Linked DNA regions of Gasterosteus aculeatus: region 1 is linked to region 2. A link is a contact called in public Hi-C data. All regions are on one chromosome and are shown on one strand. The core of a region is the stretch at or near the end of the contact, and the rest is flanking DNA. Distances in the headings are between cores, read along the strand shown.

Region 1 (3,101 bases), core at 46-2,545, 33 kb before region 2:
GGGATAAACTAAATAATGCCCGATAGGTCAAAGGCAGTGCCAGTAGATCACCTACCATTAATAAAATAAATAACCTCACGCATGCGGCGACGGACAACTAATGCTAATGCTAACTAGCAATCCCTGTGAACTAACAGATTTAATTTCATTCAAAAGCAACCCTGGCTGATTCAAGTCAGTGCAACTCATCGAGTAAGGTGATGACCAAGACTGTCCGGAATGGTTGTGACGAGGCTTGTCAATAGATTATTAATTAATGATTAAAAAAATAATAATAAACACATTTTGAAATCCATTAACTTGATATTGGCGATAAATTCATTTTGTTGTTACAATGTTGATTTTAATGAATGTTTGTTATTCTTCCATATACTAAATCTTACAAGTAATGAGTAATCACTTAAACAACAGTGTCTTAAATATATGTTTTATAAACTGTTTATGTTATTTTAAACACAAAACTAGTCACATGAGATCATTTGGAGGCAGAATTCCACCAGGTGGAACATGTTGAACTAGCAACTCTTCCAGCTAGTTTAGCCTAGCAGCTAGCTTAGCATAGCGGTGCTTTAAGTAGTATGTTTGCCACTCACCGCCCTTCTGTTTGACACGTGGAAGGATTCCTCTGCACAGTTCTCTGCTGTATGTCGCGCCTCTGTTTTTGACTTCTGATGCAAAAGCGTCTTGAGCTGCTGTCTTGCTTTCTCCGATGTAACTGACTGCAGCTAGCGTCCGTTTCGGTCAACTTCCGGATGACTTGGTCAGTTGAAAAGTAACTTGAGAGCTGGGAAAGTGTGGCCACTCCTGGTCTAGTGCCTTAGATAGTAGTAGTAATAGTAGGGTTGTTCTGATCTTGTGAACCAAAGAAGTTCATAACTACACAGATGTAATTAATGTTTAGATAGCGACGCCGTTTAGCCAGACAATTAAAACTTTGACTGAGATGTCCCCTCTGTCCTACAATAGGGACCCCAACCTGCCAGTCCCTCAGGACACCAAGTTCATTCACACCAAACCCAACCGCTTTGAAGAGGTTATCTGGACCAAGTTCAACTCGAAGGACAAGCAGTACCTGCACATTGGATTAAAACCCCGCGTCAGAGACAACTACAGAGCTAACAAGGTGGCCTTTTGGCTGGAATTAGTCCCCCACCTCCATAGTCTACATGAGGAGCTCTTCCCCACTACGACCCGCTCTCCAGCAGGCCCGGGCCACGTCACCCCCAGATCGGGCCGCGGCCCAACCCGTCATCCTTACCCCACCTTCGCCTCTGATCCGGACCTCGACGGTTCGGAGCGTCCGCGACCGGAAATCTTCCCCGGAGACACCCGGGATTACTCCACGGAGCTGAGCGTGACAGTCGCCGTGGGGGCGTCGCTCCTCTTCCTCAACATCCTGGCATTCGCTGCCCTTTACTACAAGCGTGACAAGCGGCACGAGATGCGGCGCCACCGGCTGTCTCCTCAACGCGGCGGGACGGCCAACGACCTGGCTCACAGCCAAGAGGAGGAGATCATGTCCCTGCAGATGAAGCACTCGGAGCACGACGCTCACCACGACATGGAGCCCCTCCGGCCCCACGACATCCTACGGCCCGCCTGCCCGCCCGACTACACGCTGGCACTGCGCCGGGCCCCCGACGACGTGCCGCTAATGACACCCAACACCATCACCATGATCCCCAGTACCATCACCAGCATGCAGCCACTTCATGCCTTCAACACCTTCCCCTCCACCGGCCACAACAACACCCTGCCCCATCCCCACTCCACCACCAGGGTATAGTAGGAACTAGCACGACACAGCGCCACCTTTGGACTGGGGAGAGTGGCTCTGCTGGGGATCTAGAAGGGAGGCCCCTGGATGTGGGTCCTTGTTCTCTTCTCGTATTCACTTTCTCCACAAACAACACACCTCCTCCATTGTGTGCTGTCAAACTCAGCAGCTCCACCGGTGTCGTGTGGAGAAGCAACTGAACTGCATGGCAGCAGATGATCCGTTCAGGGGCGATTTAGATTGTTCAAAGATACGGTTTTCTAAGGTATGCCGTTTCCAGACTAAAGCCCCCTGACACTACGCTAAGAGACAAATGACTTTTGGCCCTCAAGGTTTTCTTCCTCTTCTTCTTTTCTCTCCCTGGCGTGCTACGTGCATTTAGCGATCTCTTTTCTACATCTTTGTCTTATCCCTGCTTTGTTCCTCTCATTCATGGGATTCTTTCCCTCTCCCCTGCGCTCCTTTGCTCCAGGAACTCACATGGTACCGAGCCGTAGGAGGGGGCCACTAGTAATCATTTAGCTAGGAAAACGTCGATATCTGATACTGTCATTCTACCAGCATTCTTGGTGCCAAGTATGTACTACTGTGTTTGCTTTTCATCGAGGGAGAAAAAACAAAAGAAAATCCTTGAGTATTCCTATTTACTGTCAATTAACAGATGATGTGTGTTCTCATGACAAAGTGCCAAACTGGCCCTCGATTGTGTTCCTTTTTCTTTCTTTCATGTTTTTCTGTTCAAGCATTTGTTTAGTTGTTGTCTTTTGTGGAAAGATCTTTTGCTGAAAATATAGATATAGAGAAATGATATTATATATATAGTTATATATAAATGTGTACAAAGGAGAAAGTATATAAGGGTTTTTCTCAGTGGGGATCTATGCATGAATTATTTTTCAAGATGATGACAAGGGAGGGTGGGTGGGGGGGGCGAGGACACTGTATCTGCCAATGCACGCTTCCCAAATCTAATATCATTTTGGCTCTGGATATCTTGGTTTATTTTCGAGAACTCACAGAACAAGAACATCACAGACAAAATCGTCTCTACCTTCCAACACCCATTTATTAAAAAGATCATCTCCACAAATCACAGAAGATGTTGATCAACTGTGAACATACTCCTCCATTCATTCTCTCCTACGTGGTGTTAATTAGAGCTTTTTCTCCAACCAGGTGATGCTTCATGCCGGCCACAGGCCCATCATCCTACAGTAGCTACGTTTCCTTCCTGTCTGTTCGGAGGTGATTGCTTTTTAGGGTGCCGGAAGTACAAAATGTGTTGTAGCTGCACTGAACAGAATTATTTTTGTATTTCATTAAG
Region 2 (3,378 bases), core at 88-2,587:
CAGCAGAACACTCCCTCTACTCTGCTGGGGGAAGCCACTTCCTTAAACATGGAGTTTATCAAAATCAGAATTTTTCAGGTTTAAATTCAATTAGTTTCACATTGCAAATCATTTAAAAAACGGTGCGTTGTAAGTGTAGAGGGGAAATGTTTTTTGTGTGTTCCAATATCAATTTAAATTCATTTTTATACAGTAATGATAGATGTTGAGATTCCCATACGTCATCATACAAAACAAACGTGTACTAATCGGTCTTTAATCATCAGTTTATGGCGTGAAAATATGAAACTTTGGTAAATACATGACTGTAAACCCAAAAGAGTGATTTAGATTAACTGCGCACAAATTCTGTGCTGAGTCAAAGGAAGAGTCTAACATTTTATCGGTGAAATATTTAGTATCCGCAATGAAGTCAAACGATTCAGGGCGATTGGTCAACAAAATAAACCCCAAAAGGTTTCGTAAATGACGAAGTCTGCACCAGATTGAGGTGACTGTCAAGTTCGAGGGAGTTTACAGCGATCTCCATTTTGGTTTCCTCGACTTGTTATAAAGATATTCTCAATCGTCACATAACTGCAAAGTAACGAACAAAACAGTAGCATCAAGAGACCCACCTCCCGGAGAACGGGTGTCCCCCCCTGGCCATGCAGCGACCTTTCTCCGTGCAGCTTTGAGTTGTGTTTGTCCTGTACGAGGCGCGCCGCGGGTGCGGTTCCCCTGCAGACCTCTCCTTATGTCCTCCTGCTGGGGAGAAAAGTTTCACTTTCGTTGTAGGGTTTCTTGATCACGTGGTTTCTCGGAACCGTAAACTGGGTTATGAAACTCAAGCAGCACTTCACACTGTTTCATCCATTAAGTAGTTCTCTCTGCTGTGCTGCACAATTTACACCTCGTTAGGAAATTAATTTCGAGTCCATGAAAATCACGATGTTTAAACATCTTCTCCTCGTGCAGCACAGTCAGGCTTAAATAACATTTTCACGTTACACTTAAAAAGCCATACAATTTAGCAATCCTCAAATTGAAATAGATTGGATGGCCCTAACTAGAAAATGTTCCACCAGCAGCCACTGTTATTGTATAATTTTCCTTCCCTGATTTTTCTTGTGAGGCAGGGATTTCCCCTCTTGGCCACTGTAGGCCCTAGAGAGAACAAGAACAAGAACAATACATTTTTACTTGGAGCATCATATTCACATGCGGTAGACATTGCCTAATCCAATATACTAACTTGTTATCAACGATGGCATTTAATTGTTTTCCCTCCATTGAAATTTCATGTTTTTTTCATGGAATTGCTCCGTGTGGAGATTTAAGCACATGAAGCGTGACCACTTACATTAAGAGAATTGAGGAATCCGTACAAGTGAGAGATTTCTTAATCAAATTAATGAAAAATATGAAAATAATAAGAACATTTTGAAGACATATGGAGTTCTAAACATTTGTCAACTTCAAACTTCTCCATATAGTATCTTGATCGACATTTTCTGACAACTGTTTGTCAGTGGTCTATAAATGGTTTGAGAACTGTGTTGAATGCATATGTCTGGATTCAACTATTAAATGATGATGTCATATATACACACACACTCACCAGCCACTTTATTAGGTACACCTGTACCTGTACCTGTTCAATTGCTTGTTAACACAAATTGCTAATCAGCCAACCTTTAACCAACAAAGTGTACTTATTGAAGTGACTGTTGAGTGTTTCATTTTGGCAGAATAAACACGGATAAATCCCACCTTTTGCGAAAATAGAACGGTTTAATGGGATTTTTCAAATCGAAAAACTTAACGTTAATGATTGATTATCAGATCATAATTATCTATCGAGAGACGTTAGCGACGTGCTCACGGACAGGCTGCCTGAAGTGTGTCACTTCCGTTTAAGGAGAGTGGCAGAGGTAATTCACTTCCGGGGGGCACGGAAAATAAACAGCTAGCAGTAGTTGGCTAAAGCCAATGCTACTGTTTCACAAATGCGTGTAACGCGTCTTCGGTTTATATCGATGATGTAAGGCGTGTTTCTTGACTTGAAATCATCTTCTGAAGGTAAGCGTGCTCATCACATGGCTGTACTGCTAGCTTAGCTTAACGTTAGCTGCCCCAGCGCTCCCGGGCTCGGTAGCGTTAGCTTGCTGTAACGTGTGCGTGCGGTTACCACACTGTGGTAGCATCGGTTATGCGCGCTGCTCCATAACACAGCGTGTTTTTCTGTCATTTAAACGTTGATTTTAGTTCCTCAAGTTTTGTGACCAAATGTCAAACATTGCGTCTCAACAGATGGGTTATATTCACTCTGACAGTTAAATGGGATATCTGTATCATCTGTTTCTATTGCAATAGTTGTTATGTTATATTCTCCTAGTCGTATTGACATGGAACGTGAATTATTTCCATTAGCAGTGTAGTAACTTTAGTATGATTCCGTTTATTTACTGGTCCTGTTACCTGTTTAGTAACATTAATTAGTCCTATTTGGAGATAATTAACGTTTCGGGTTGTTATTTTGTCTATTACTCCTGCAGTCATAAACATATAAGCAAGTGTTGGGAAAAAGATCAGTTTACAACATTTCAATAAAGGTGAAATTTATGAGTTAACCGTTCAGCCAAATTTGTCTGGCTCGATTAGATGAGTTACAGCTGCATTTTGTTGTTGTTGTTGTTGTTATATCAGTACAATTACGTCAGGGTTTTGAGCTGAAATAATAGTAATAACTGTTGATTGACCCAAACTGAATCACTTACCCTGTGTGAGGTGTTTATTAAAAATATTGTATAACATAAAGCGCTAGATTTAAGAATCAAACTGTCTTTGTTTGAGTCTTGAGCTTTGGACCGGTTGTAGATAGTAACAATTTTTTTAAGAGCGTGGCTAAATGTTGATGGGAATTGTTAATGTTTGCATACTTTTTATAGACCCCGTCCAGCAGATAATATTGCTACGCAAAACACAATAATCCGTTTGTATGCTGGAATGTATCACGACGTTTCATTAACTTCTTAACTTTATTTTCTCAGCTTGCTCGTTTGGCCCCATCTGCTGTCCTAAAGCTCATATCTACACGCTGGAAACATGACAGAGCCACGCAGCTCAGGAATGACCTCTCCGCCTCAGACAGCCCCCGTGCACGCTGACTCCGCCCCTCCGGCCGCAGACATGGACCCAGTGGAGTACACCCTTAGGAAGCGCCTCCCCCGGAAACTACCGAAGAGACGGAACGACGTCTACGTCAACATGAAGACGGATTTCCGCGCTCAGCTGGCACGCTGTCAGAAGCTGCTGGACGGTGGGGGTCACAGGGAGATCTGCGTCCACGGCCTGGGCCTGGCCATCAACAGGGCCATCAACATCGCCCTTCAACTG

The links. Hi-C and Micro-C count contacts between places; a contact is called where the count stands out from the background.
Region 1: a contact with region 2 is called in a Hi-C map of liver, with 5 times the contacts expected there. The contact joins the enhancer-like site here to the promoter of LOC120821320 in region 2. A contact is called at or near these places in 6 of 6 Hi-C or Micro-C datasets (blood and trunk muscle, liver, skeletal muscle and 2 more).

The regions. Positions count from the first base shown.
Region 1 is chr7:9,840,980-9,844,080 of fGasAcu3.hap1.1, reverse strand. It overlaps nlgn2a (neuroligin 2a), which reads left to right. Exons shown (of 7, transcript NM_001267665.1): 7 at 967-1,786. The coding sequence ends at 1,786. Among protein-coding and RNA genes, the nearest start is that of LOC120821320, 33 kb to the right of the region's middle. Within about 2 kb of position 1,295, at least 2 of the 9 cell types and tissues checked have open chromatin away from gene starts, as enhancers often do.
Region 2 is chr7:9,807,812-9,811,189 of fGasAcu3.hap1.1, reverse strand. LOC120821320 (up-regulator of cell proliferation) reads right to left here and starts at 1,337. Exons shown (of 4, transcript XM_040179735.2): 1 at 618-1,337. pop7 (POP7 homolog, ribonuclease P/MRP subunit) reads left to right here and starts at 1,737. Exons shown (of 2, transcript XM_040179741.2): 1 at 1,737-2,061; 2 at 3,033-3,378. The coding sequence starts at 3,088.